Regions from separate parts of the Lathyrus oleraceus genome. Here region 2 is linked to region 1. A link is a contact called in public Hi-C data. All regions are on one chromosome and are shown on one strand. Each heading gives the region's core, a stretch centred on a gene start, on an enhancer-like site or on the middle of the called end of the contact. The rest is flanking DNA. Distances are from core to core; before and after follow the strand shown.

What was found. Hi-C and Micro-C count contacts between places; a contact is called where the count stands out from the background.
Region 2: a Hi-C map of leaf shows a contact between it and region 1, with 5 times the contacts expected there. The contact joins the promoter of LOC127078917 here to the promoter of LOC127087793 in region 1. A contact is called at or near these places in 2 of 2 Hi-C or Micro-C datasets (both in leaf).

The regions. Positions count from the first base shown.
Region 1 is chr5:92,361,825-92,368,656 of CAAS_Psat_ZW6_1.0, forward strand. It overlaps LOC127087793 (probable protein phosphatase 2C 60), which reads right to left and starts at 5,381. Exons shown (of 11, transcript XM_051028722.1): 1 at 5,159-5,381; 2 at 4,969-5,087; 3 at 4,646-4,709; 4 at 4,296-4,404; 5 at 3,608-3,761; 6 at 3,258-3,383; 7 at 2,832-2,955; 8 at 2,392-2,468; 9 at 2,186-2,238; 10 at 1,667-1,721; 11 at 881-1,322. The coding sequence starts at 5,085. The coding sequence ends at 1,113. It overlaps LOC127087792 (pentatricopeptide repeat-containing protein At4g31850, chloroplastic), which reads left to right. Exons shown (of 1, transcript XM_051028721.1): 1 at 1-196. The coding sequence ends at 41.
Region 2 is chr5:92,733,252-92,739,450 of CAAS_Psat_ZW6_1.0, forward strand. LOC127078917 (lariat debranching enzyme) reads left to right here and starts at 4,195. Exons shown (of 14, transcript XM_051019331.1): 1 at 4,195-4,604; 2 at 4,808-4,929; 3 at 5,049-5,242; 4 at 5,552-5,734; 5 at 5,825-5,943; 6 at 6,073-6,199. The coding sequence starts at 4,324. It overlaps LOC127087801 (a long non-coding RNA gene), which reads left to right and starts at 1,460. Exons shown (of 2, transcript XR_007790041.1): 1 at 1,460-1,603; 2 at 3,211-3,545.

The DNA of each region.
Region 1 (6,832 bases), core at 4,131-6,630:
CTAACGCGGGAACATTCGCTCAACTCCCTAATAAATGTTGATTTTGTTGTTACCTCATGCAAGTGCATATTTAACCATTTTGTTGTGTAAGTTATTGATCTCAAAAGGGTGGTATAGAGGTAATTATTGTAAATTTTTTACTATTAGATAGTATATTCTTATATTGACTTTTGATCATTGGTTTTTTGTTCAAGGATATACTTTGTTTTGTTTGCCTAAACAATTTCAATGGCATGTATCTAGTATGTGGTTTTGTGCAAATTATGCACTTCAACCAAGATTTCCTTGCTGATAAATGGTGCCAATTGTATAATATTTTGAGGACCAACCCTGTCCATAAGTTCATAACACTGTCACTGGCTATGTATATCTATCATACTAAGTTTTGTATAAAAAGGGCTCTAAAAATTTACCGTCAAAAAATAGCTTAACTGATAAAATATTATTTTACTAAGATTATCTTAAAACGGAAATGTTAAAAATTCTGTTTTGATTTTTTTATATAAATTCAATCTTTATATAATTCATTATATCAGTTTATGTAAAATGATAGAATGTTGTTGCTTAGATGCCAATAAACTGCGATACATTACAATTTATTTGATTGTTCGACCAAAGTTGAGATATGTTTAGGTAAAGGAAAGGAACTTATTTATAACAGTTTTATAACTTTTCTTGAGACACTACAACATAACCAATCCCAGGAAATCCCATTAAATGGGGTCGGTTAAACTTTCTTGAGGCACTCTTTCAAATAATATCTGCTCTTATATATTTGTTCTTTTTCCTCCAGACTTCACTAACAACATAATAGGCATAACAGACAATCAGCTTCTTATTTGAAGCCACATGGTAGATCAAGCAGAACAGATTTATGGAGTGAAACTAGAACAACTCTGATATTATTTATAGTGATCAAAATAACTACTGCATATAATTTCAGATGAAATGGGAATGGACATTCAGAAAACAAAATATGCACTTGTGTACACTACTACTATACATAGGGGGTGAGTGTGTGTGCCTATTATATATGTAGAATGCAAATTTGAACTGTGTCTATTAGGTATTATATAGAATGCATATTTGAACAGTTGCTATGGAATACAGTACTAAACATCACTTCTTTCAAGCTTCAGTTCAACTTGTGAATCAGCTAGTTCGTTTGATGAAGATTGCTCTTCTGCTGGTGCACTGGACTGAGCAGGTTTTTTGAACTGAACCAAGATCATGGTCATGTTATCACATCCTTCGCCACCAGCAGTTGATGGAGCCAAACACCGGTCAAATACTCTTTCGCACACAGTGGAAAGTTTTGTTTCCTGAAAGATAATTATAGTTAGATCATTCAAATACTCTTTTACCGACCATGCAGATTTTACCATAAATTCTAATGCATTAAGTGATATACTTGAGGTTCGGTAAAAGAAAATGTTCATTAAATATTAGTGTAAGCTGTCCATGGCAAAGAAACATGATATGTTACTGAGCACTAGCAGAATGATTTATTTATTCTCTCAAACTAAATGCTAGGAAAAATAGCAGAATGATGGTCCATGAAAGTACCAGGTACTGCATTCAATATCATTTATCAGTATACCCAATCTTTGAATAATTATGACAGCTATGATCAACAATAGGAAATAAATTAAAACTTAGATCTCACCGAACACAATTGTTCATGAACAAAATCTACCAATTGTTGACTTGACAAGCAGTCCCTGAAATAATCAGATGAAATCAACGATTATTTTAAAATAGGATGTACGTAGGGGCATGTGCAACCTACACTATTTCAAAATCAAACCAAGTGTTCACAATATTTTAGCAGATAACACCTGGATATGCTAAAATCAAACATAAGGTATTAGTTTATTGAAATATGAGAACGGGATAGTTCTAAGTGATTTCCAAAACCAGAGTGTTTACATCAGTGTTTAAACTTTAAAACAGATGAGTGTAATTTCCTAGTATACATGCACGAAACAATGCACTTTTCCCATGATAAAGTATAAACACAACATTGTATGCCTAAAAAGTGTGCCTAGAATGAAAATTCTATCTGTGATTAAAAATTGAAAATACCATCAACTTTTACATTTTATTGAGCAAATTATTGATATCTCTCTCAAATGGATCATAATGTTCAGAATAAAATGGACATATGAAAGCATAAGAAGAGTACCATATGCCATCACAAGCTAGAACCATAAATTCATCTTCATCACAAAGCTCAACCTATAATATCAAAGCAAAAATAATATATCAATCATAAGTCATAACATATGAAATTAATTATGGGTTATACATACCATAGAGAAAATGGGAAATATGGCATGTATGTGTATAACTGAGGCTGTTAGTTGAATTGCATCACATTGACAAACTTACGGTGTTTATATCTGGATTGGCAGTTACAACTTGTTTTTCAGCAGGAAGAAATTTGTTCTGTTTAAATTCCATGTCACCTGCAGTAAATTGAAATTTATTAAAGAATGGAAAGATTAAACCCAATCTCACCCCTCAAAATCCCATAAAAAATGTTTATGAAAAAATCATTGTTAAGAACAGACAGCTACATAAATTCAAATGTGTTTTGAAACCACTCCTCATGTCTTGTGAAGAACCAAAATATAGCATACAAGATATAAAGAAAAAGGAGTACAGAGCTGTTCATTCTATTCGTAGAAGTTATGGATTATCTTGAACTAAAGACACAAAGGCCCGGCCCAGGTTGTTCACTTGGGTTAAAATTGGAAAAAGAGGGGGAACAAAAAGGAAGCTTAAACTAATCTTCAAAAAAGTTAACAACAATCACATAGGTAAGTTACCAATAGCTCTTGTAAGGTTTAAACTGCCATTGACTCTTCCTGCATGAATAAAACCACCAGCTTTCGAAATTCTTTCCTTCTCAATCTCAAGATCAGGTTTGTGGTCTCTGGACAAATTGTATGCCTGTAGAAAAGATCAGTAGTTATACAATGTGTGTAATCATGCGCGAGATCTATAACTTCGATAGAACTGAGAAATGCAGTCTGCCAGAGAGACAAACCGTTTTCAATAGCTAGAAAACAGTCCCCAAACCAATTTGACTCATAAAATTGAGAGGTACACAATTTTTCCAATGTGCAGACTCAAAGCATATGAAAACAGCATTTTATATTTATCTGTATATGCATTTGTGTACTACTTGTCTGTATACATCAATGTTAGCAGTAAGCATAATAAACATTAAAGAACTTCCATTCTAGAGTTACCTGTCCCTTTCGAGATATCACACAACGTGAATCACCAGCATTTCCAACAAGAAGCTGGTTGTTTCTGATAACTGCAACACACGCTGTGCTTCCTGAAGTTGGTCCAGCAAAATCAGAATGAGGCCCCTGATTCCAATAAATAAATTTAAATCAGGGAGATCCATAGAATGTGTGACATAACATAACAGGCTCACATAAAACAAGCATGTCGAGAGAAACATAATACTATTATCCAAGAACATGATAGTTCCTTGCTCAAAGTTAAAGCTATAGGCGAATCAGCAACTACCAAGTATATCCAATTAATCTGTGCTGATGTGTATTAAACTATCCTCAAATGTCAGACCTACCTCCTCAAAAGCCCAATCATCAGCTCTGCTAATACCATTGCTGCTTCGTGGAGACCAAATCAACCCTTCTATCATCCCACTAAATTTGTTTATCTTATCTCCCAAGATTGATAGCTCCCTCCATCCTCTTTGACCACGCATCATCTCATCCATTCTGCATAGTCATGAAAATACCAGTTCATATTTTAGTTTAGAGGGGGGAGACAGAGAATTACACACTAGGAACCAGTGGAACTTTTTCTGCTATATAAATCACAACAGGAGAGACGTAAGATATAATGTCGCACATCATGTCTACTCTATAATGTAAGTTATGGAACAGAATAAGTTGAAGACTATGCGATGCAATGCAATGCAATGCCATGATTAGTAACTAACATGCGGGCTACAACTGGTCAATGAAAAAAGATACATTGTTTCTTCATACTTCCTTCAATTAGTCCATGCATGAAACACACCTATGTAAATATAATTGAGACCATTATCAACAGTGTGTCTCTCTATGTTAAAGAAAAAAATGATGTATAATAAGAAATACCAAACAAAGATTTTAGCTGATGATTCAAATGGAAGGTCTTGAATAGTATAACAGCTCAAACTCGGGCAAGCACGAACCCAATTTGTCACTCAGTTATAGAATACAGAGAAACTTCCATTAAGCATAAATAGGACCCTGTTTTCATCTAACCTTAAAAATGATTCTTGAAGAGAAGTCCCAATATCTCCAACTAAGTATGCTTCACTTTTGAGCATCTGTTGATGAAGAAACTTAGCACAAAACTTTGCAACCACCTTACCTGAAATTTTCGGGATTAAGTGAGCATACATAACACAGCTTTGATTACGAATAAGACAATTTCTTTTGGATTTTCTCCTTAACAAACTATGATTTTATAAAAAAATAATATGCACGACGGTTTAAATTTAATAACAGTCATTCTCAGGTTCGGATTCTCATCATGACTTAACCCCAATTAAAACTTAATAGAAGAACCTATTGAATCATAATTGAAGTAGCCAAATATTTTCAAATCTTACCTCCATGACCATCATAAACACCAAAAAACGAAGTAGAACCATCCAGATCAGTATATGCAGCATGCTAACAAAAGAAAACAGAGTGAAAAACATCAGCATATTACTAACAAACAAGCCAAAATGAACTGAATGAATTGCAACACACAAACTTAAAAAACATAATCAACAACATGACATTCATTCCTGAAATCACAATGAAACAAAAGATAACTAGACAGTGCCCTAAATCAATAAATACACTAGAATCCTCACGATTAACATTTCTCAAGATTTGTGAAGAAATAGAAGAAAACGAAAACGAATTGATAAAATTAGCAACTAACAGCATCTTCCATTGTTGCACGCCAGCCTTGCATGGACGATAAACCATATCTAAGATTGTGACTTTCTCCATCTTCAGAAAATTTCTCAGTTTTGGGAGTACTGAGATATACCCCCATTTCTACAAGGTAAAAAGAATAATCAACTAGTTTCTGAAAACAGAAATTGAAGAAGCAAAATAAGCATGCGTACCTGAGCAGAGAGAAATTGAAGAAGAAGAAGATGGTGATGTGATGACTTTTTAGAGACTGTAAAATCAAAATTGTACTAGTAATTCTTTCTTTTTTTCTCTCTCTCTTTGATTCTGTTGTTCTTATCTATTTATTGATTCTCGTTCGGTTATTAATCATGATTAATTTGATGGTGATATCTTGAAGCGTATCGTGCGTACAGCTCTAGGAGATTAGATTAGATTAGATTTGATACGATTTTATATTTTATTTATGTAACGTGTGTTGATAAAGTTAATTCAGTTATATCATGTCATGTCACTTTGTGTCTGATCATAACTATTTTTACTCTAAAAAAGGAAATTTACCCGGAATGTACCGTTCTTATGGAGTCAAATTCAAAAGTTATGTATGGATTTCTTATAAATACTCCCTCCGTTCCTTTTTAAGTGTCACTTTCTTGATAAATTTGTGTTTCTTTTTAATTGTCACTTGTAAAATTCAAGGTAGTATTAAATGCATTTTTGTCAAAATTACCCCTATGTAATTATTATAGAGAGAAAAAAAAGTAAAATGAATGTAGAATATAATTAAGGGTATTATAGGTAAAATGAGAATTATTGTTTAAAAAGTAACAATAATAATTAACTTTCTTGGTATGTGTAAAAAGTCAAAATGTGACACTTAAAAAGGAACGGAGGGAGTATTTACAACTTTTTATATATAATAATCAGAATCTATTGTAAAATGAGCTCAAGCCTCATATATTTGATGATCAATTTAATATTTTTTTTCCATTTTATTTTAAAAAATCCTGATAATTTATAAAGATTATGTTTTTTTTACAGAAATAAAGATTGTTTATTATTGTTACTCATCATCGAATCAATATGAAGAACATGGAGGAGACTTCATAATAAGATTTGGTGACAATGGACAGGGCATAGTAGCGGTGGGATATTAATGATAGAGATTTACCATTAGTAGAAAGAAAGTAGGTGTTCATTGTCAATTAAAAGTTTTAGGTTTTAAATATAAAAAAAATAGATGTTGAGCATTATATAAATGTTATTATTATTCATACGCTAAATTTCTTAAAGTTTTAGATAAAGACATGTTAGTATTTCTTAAAGTTTTTAGATAAAGACATGTTATTTTCTATGATTATTTTTTTTCTCAAAAATAGGATGATGATCTTGTTTTTAAACTCCTTTATGATATTCAAAACTTTTTCTAATTTTTGTAGACTATATGTTAGATTGATCAGGGTTTAGGTATAACAAAATAAATGTATGACATATTTAACCAAATTTATATGCTATAAACATTTATGAGATTTTATCTAACAAATATTTAATTATCATATAGTTTTTTGGGATAGTCAGTTTTATTCGCCTTCAAAATAACTTGTATGGTATCAGACTCTTATGTCAAAAGTTCTCTTAACAATGATGAACAAACTGACATATCTATTTGATAAAGCAACAACTATATTTCAAGTTATGTGGTAAAATAACTTTTATTTGTAGGAAAATATTATTCAGATAAATAGATAAATTCAATTGAATAAAAAAAATTCTAGTGTAAATTTGAAATTTTACATTAAATTAACAAAAACATATTTAGCAACATATAACCAAACAACTCATATATTAATGTCTTAATATTTTGAAAATAAAGATATGAGATCAAATCA
Region 2 (6,199 bases), core at 2,945-5,444, 370 kb after region 1:
GTGTTATGAAGGTGTGATGACAGTATTGTTTGGACCATTGTGTGTTGTTTGAATCCATAAGGTAGGTGTCTCTGAACCAAAAAGTGTGGCAATAACCAATAAATGGTGTGGCTAACTAAGAAAAACATTATGGGGTAACCAATAAATGGTGTGGCCCTTAAGAAGAAAAGAGAGTGGTGGTAACCAATAAATGGTGTGACCAAAGAGAAAAGGATTATGGCGGTAATGAATAAACGGTGGGGCGCTTAAGAAGAAAATAGAGTGTGGGGGTAACCAATAAATGGTGTGGCCCTAGAGGAAAAAAAGAGTGGCGGTAACCATTAAATGATGTGGTCGAAGAGAAAAATAATGTGGCGGTAACCAATAAATGGTGTGGCCAATAGAAAAGTAGTGTGACGGTAACCAATAAATGGTGTGGCCAACATATTATGGTCCAGGGGTGGGTGTTTAACCATGAGATGATTAACCCTAAGAATGTATGGATGTCAAAGAGAGTGTTATGTTTTATACAAAGAAGAAGTGTGTTGTGAAGTGATGGTTATTGAAATGTTGATTTTATGTAGCATACGTGGGGAAGAAGACTTATCAATAATTTAATTTCAATTGCACTAAAGTCTATGAACAAAGGCAAATACTTTGAATAACAGGGGCATATGCCCCATATTCAAAGGTACTCATAACAATGATAGGAATACTCCCTCTCATCCTTCTTTGTTGCTTAAGGTTCGTGGCACACAATTCGCATTGTGACTGACAAGTGTTGAGAGAAGAGTCTTTTTGTTGTGCTTGATGTTCACAATCTTCAAAGTCTTTTATTATGTCTTGAACTTGTGTTTGGCTTGAATGTGAAGTCTTGAGAGGTCCAATGCAATTCCAGTACAGAGGATCAATCCTATCAAGTGATCAAGAGGCTTCTGATCACTTGACTGGACATGAGACTCAGATAAATGAATGTTAATCAGTCAATCAGGAATAGCATCATAATATGTATCAAACATTTAGATTTATACCTAAAACCTAAGAAAATCAATGTGCTATCAAGCAAATCAATTTCTAACGTTAAAACTAATCTGAAAAACATTATGAACTTTTTCTAAAATTTTAATTGAAAATTTATCCTACAAACTAAGGATTATTTCTAACTAATGGTGTATTATTATTTTTTGTCAATTTCAAAGTATGGAAAACAATTAAAACCTAAGATCTAAGTATATTATTGTTTCAAAGTATTTTTTATGTAAAAATAAATAAAAATGGAATAAAAGAATAAGAAAAACTATTAAGAAACAAATAATATATAAAAAAGAGGCGTATGGGTGTATATTGTAACACAAAGATGATGGTGGGGGATTATTTGGGCCTGAAATCAGAAGGCCCACACACTGTGCACATTGTCCAGGAGGGGGTACAAGTGTTACTGGTAGGGTGCAGTGAGTAACCCAATTGGCTTAAAGGCCTCATGCCCAGGATGCACAACCTAGTGAGATGGAAAAGATTTAAGCAAAGTTCACTTCAGATCATTCACCATAAACACGTCATATTCAAAGTCTCGCCTGAGATGCTCTCCCCGCCGCGCCAGAAATCGCGTATGGCAGCGGCAAAGGTTCAATCACTATCAAGCATACTTCATTCCAATCGTTTTTTATGGTGATTATTATATAAAGGAGAGTGATGTAACTGATTAGGAGAGTGATGTAACTGATTATGGCAGCGGAAAAAGTCTCGCCTATGATGATTGTTATATAAAGGAGAGTGATGTAACTGATTAGGGCAGTCAATCAATTCTGTTAATCAAGTTTGGGCAGAGGTTAATTGCGAGTGTAATTGAGAAGAAGTTAGTTAGAGATGGTTAACTCTGTTAATATTTTGTTAAGTTGAGTTAATTGGTGAAGACTAATTCAGTTAATGAGTTTGTTGAGTTCATTTCAAGTGTGACGGTTAGAGTGAATTAGTTTGAATAGTTAGTTAATATGTTATGTTTGTGCAGTTATAATTGTGAATTTGGATTCAGTTTTGTCTGTTAATTGCATTGTAGTTAAGTTAGAATGTTAGTATAATATTAATGAAATTAAGTTGGGTGATGTGTGAACGGATTTTGGCTTGAGTTAATTTAATGAAAAATGTTAGTTAGTTGAAGTTAAAATGTTCCTTGTTAGTTACTTTTAGAATTATGCAGGTTAAGTTTAATGGAAAGTTAGTTAGTTGAAGTTAGTGAAAGTAAGATGAGTTAGTTTGAAGTTTACATGAAGTTAGCTTGAATTTTACATGAAGTTAGTTTGAATTAGTTGTCATGTTACTGCTACATTAATACTTGAAGAAACTAAACTCAGTTGTAATCAGATAGGAAGGTAATGAATGTCAAAATATGAAGGATTATTTGTTCGTTTATTTGAAAACAAGTTATGTATTGTGTGAAATATGGACTGTTAGCATATTTGTTGTATCATTACTGGTATGTGTGGATTGTTTATGAGAACTTTGAAATGTGTTGAATTAATCATGAAATTAATGAGTTAGTTGACTTGTTAGATTTATTTGGTTTTGAGTTTGGTTCAAATGTTTGTTAGCATGTATTGGTGTCGGTGCTTGTCGAATATGTTGCGAAATTTTATAATTGGTTAATTGTTATTTTGTTAATAAGTTAGTGGAATATAGAGTTTTGAAAGAGAAGTGTTAGAGTTGATAGTTAGAATATGGTTAATTATAATGTGCTAAAGAGTGGAAATGTTAGGAGTTAAAATGGTAGTTAATAGAAGCATTAGTTGATTTTGATATTAGTTAGCTAAGTGTTTGAACTTGAGGTTAACTAGTTACGGCTATTGAACACTAAATGTTAGCCACATTGTTTGGATACTGGATGAAACTAGGTTATGTGAACAAGTTGTTATGTTTGTCTTAATTGTTTATATATTTTTTAAATTAATGTTAAGGATTAATGGTTGTTATGACTAGCTATGTAGTGGAGCTGATAGTTTAGGATTGTTAGAATTGTGTTAAGGTTAATTGGTTAACTTGTGTTAATTAACTGTTAGTTAAGTAATGAACCAGTTTAGAAAAAATGTGGGCTCCCTTGGCATTGTCTTATGTTTGACTTATGATTTCATTCAGTTTGGTGTTTGATGTGAATGTGATAACTATGCTTGAATGTTATGCTAGCTTTATGAACTCGCACTGATAAATTGTGATTGAATTGTTGGTTGTTTGACGCAGGGCCATAACTAATTTGGTAGGGTGACCTTGGCTTGCAAAATGCATCATCAAAGCATGGCACACAAAATGGGCATGTCATGGAAGTATGGCACCTAAATAAGAAGATGTTTGAAGTCCTTGAAGCAAAATGAGGTGGCTTATGAATTAAGAAATTATGGATACGGATTAGAAATAGTGGTTGACTTTGGTCATCTGGTTGATCAAAAAGTTAATAGTTGACTAAAAATCAACCTTAGGTCAATTTTTGTTACGACCTTTTTCAGAATGGTTTGAGTGAGTTTGGATGGAATTCAACGACAAATATGTGGAATGTTGAAGATGAAGTTTGAAGCAAACTAATTGATCTATTATTTATTATAATTGTTTTATACATTTAATCGGATTATTTTAATTTGAATTCACTCATTAAATTTTTTATGTGATGCATTATTTTGTTTATTTTGGTGTAGGCAAAACCTTAAGCGACCGAATGGAAAAACAAGTCAATATTATATTATGATAATTGGCCTAGAAAAAAATCGAGCAAAAGGAGAACAACATGGAGATATAAATGCTGAAATGAGAGAAAAAAACTACAAATATTAAAAAAAGTTATGACACAATCATTAAAGAAATAGATCACATAGCTAACAAAGTTATTTTGGAAGAATTTGATGATGCTGCTTGTGCTTTTCTAAATGATACTTTCATATCTACTGCTCAAATTGAACCAGAAAAAAATGTTATTTTGTATGTATTAATTTCTTTTGTTAAGTGTTTATAACGCTAAAAATGGAATAAAAAATTATAATTGTTTTTTTTCTCTATCCAATTTCTAAATAGTGAAAGAATAATGAAGTTTTAAACTATTCAAGAAGACCCTAAGAAATAAAAAATGCAGGTTAAAATTTATAAACTTTCTTAGAAAAAGAATAAAGGTTCTTTAGGAAAATGAAAGTAACTTATTTTTCATGCTCAGTAACTTATTTTACATGCTCAGTAACAATAATCTACCGCGGGTTCAAAATGATAACCGAGAAAAGGTGTCAGAGCCAGAGAAATGGTCGAGTTGAGACTATTGTTCCGATAAAACCCAAACCCTAGCTTCAGTTTTTCCGATCGAACTGTGAAACGATGAAGATAGCCATAGAAGGATGCATGCATGGCGATCTAGACAATGTCTACAAAACCCTTCAACACCTCGAAAAATCCCAGAACACCAAAATCGATCTCCTCCTTTGTTGTGGCGATTTTCAGGCCGTGCGAAACCAGAATGATTTGAAAAGCCTAGCCGTACCAGAGCGTTACCGAGCCATGAATTCCTTCTGGAAATACTATTCTGGTTTGGAGGTTGCTCCTTATCCCACAATCTTCATTGGTGGCAACCACGAAGCTTCCAATTATCTATGGGAACTGTGAGTCAGTTCAGTTTTTCTCCTTATACTTATATGATAAGTGCTTTTGCTTTAAGTTCTTATTCTAAAGGCACTTAATTTTTTCGTTTATCCAAACAGGGCCTTAATTTTATGTTTTGTTATATAAGTAGCTTATACACAAGTGCTTTTGTTTATCCAAACAGAGCCTAAGGTGTTGATTTTTTGTGATTGTTCTATTTTAGGTATTATGGAGGATGGGCTGCACCTAACATATACTTTTTGGGAGCTGCTGGTGTGGTTAAGTTTGGGAATGTACGAATTGGCGGGCTCTCTGGAATTTATAAGCATTTTGATTATAAATCAGGTTTGTTTATTAATTGCAATTTTTTGTTCATGTTGCTCCCTTGCAGTTGTAAGTGAAAATAGAGTATTGATTTGAAAATATATAATAAAGAATATGATGTTAGCTGTTTATTGGAGCAGGACACTATGAAAGGCCTCCTTATGATCGCAATACCATCAAGTCTGCTTATCATGTTCGAGAATATGATGTTCGCAAACTCATGCAAGTTGAGGAACCTATTGATATTTTTCTCTCACATGATTGGCCGGTGAGGATCACTGATCATGGGGATTGGGAGGAGCTTGTGCGAAACAAGCCTTTCTTCAGGGAAGAGGTAAGAATTACAATAGTTTTTTCATGTTGATTTGTAAATGAAATTTAAGCTTTTAGTAATGATTACTATTATTCTAGGCATTAAAGCTATTCATTTTTCTTGTACTTTTGGGTAGCATTTAGAAGATAAGAAAAGGTATACTAGTATCAGATTTCTTTTTTGTAAGAAATATAAATGTATAAAAGGTAAATGGGAAGCCGTTAATTGTTTTGGAGCAGTCATGTAGATACATATTCTTTGAACAACATATAGCACATTGTCTGTCTATAACGACAAATTTTTTATTTGTCACGTTGGTAATTTTTCCAGATAGAGGGAAAAAGACTTGGGAGTAAAGCTGCTGCTCAACTTCTAGAAAAATTGAAACCGCAATTCTGGTTTTCGGCGCACTTACACTGCAAGTTTGCTGCTCTTGTTCAGCATGGGGAAGGAGGTCCTGTGACAAAATTCCTAGCACTTGATAAATGTCTTCCTGGGCGTGATTTCTTACAGGTATAAGTGTACAGCCATAAAGCAAAGGTATTCTTCTGTTTTAATTATTTGTGTTGGTCACTATAATTGTGGTGTGTTATGTGCCTTTAGGTTGTTGAAATTGAATCAGAGGCAGGACCTTATGAGATTCAGTATGATGAAGAATGGTTAGCAATAACACGAATGTTCAACAATGCATTCCCTTTGACGCGCAAAGGTGCAGATTTTCGGTGTGTGTGATTAAATATCATTTTGGATTTAAGCCTTAAAAAAAATTTCATTTGTTGTCTTGTTTTTTCCTTTCCTCCACCAACAAGAAAAAATTATAAAAAAATAAAGCTGTATGCACTTTATGACAGAGGTGTAAATCTTGAGATGGAAGATTGTCGCAAATGGGTTAGAAGCAAGCTACAAGAGAGGGATTGTAAACCTTCCGAGTTTGTTAGAACAGTTCCATGTTATGATCCTTCTCAAGCCGGTGTTGAG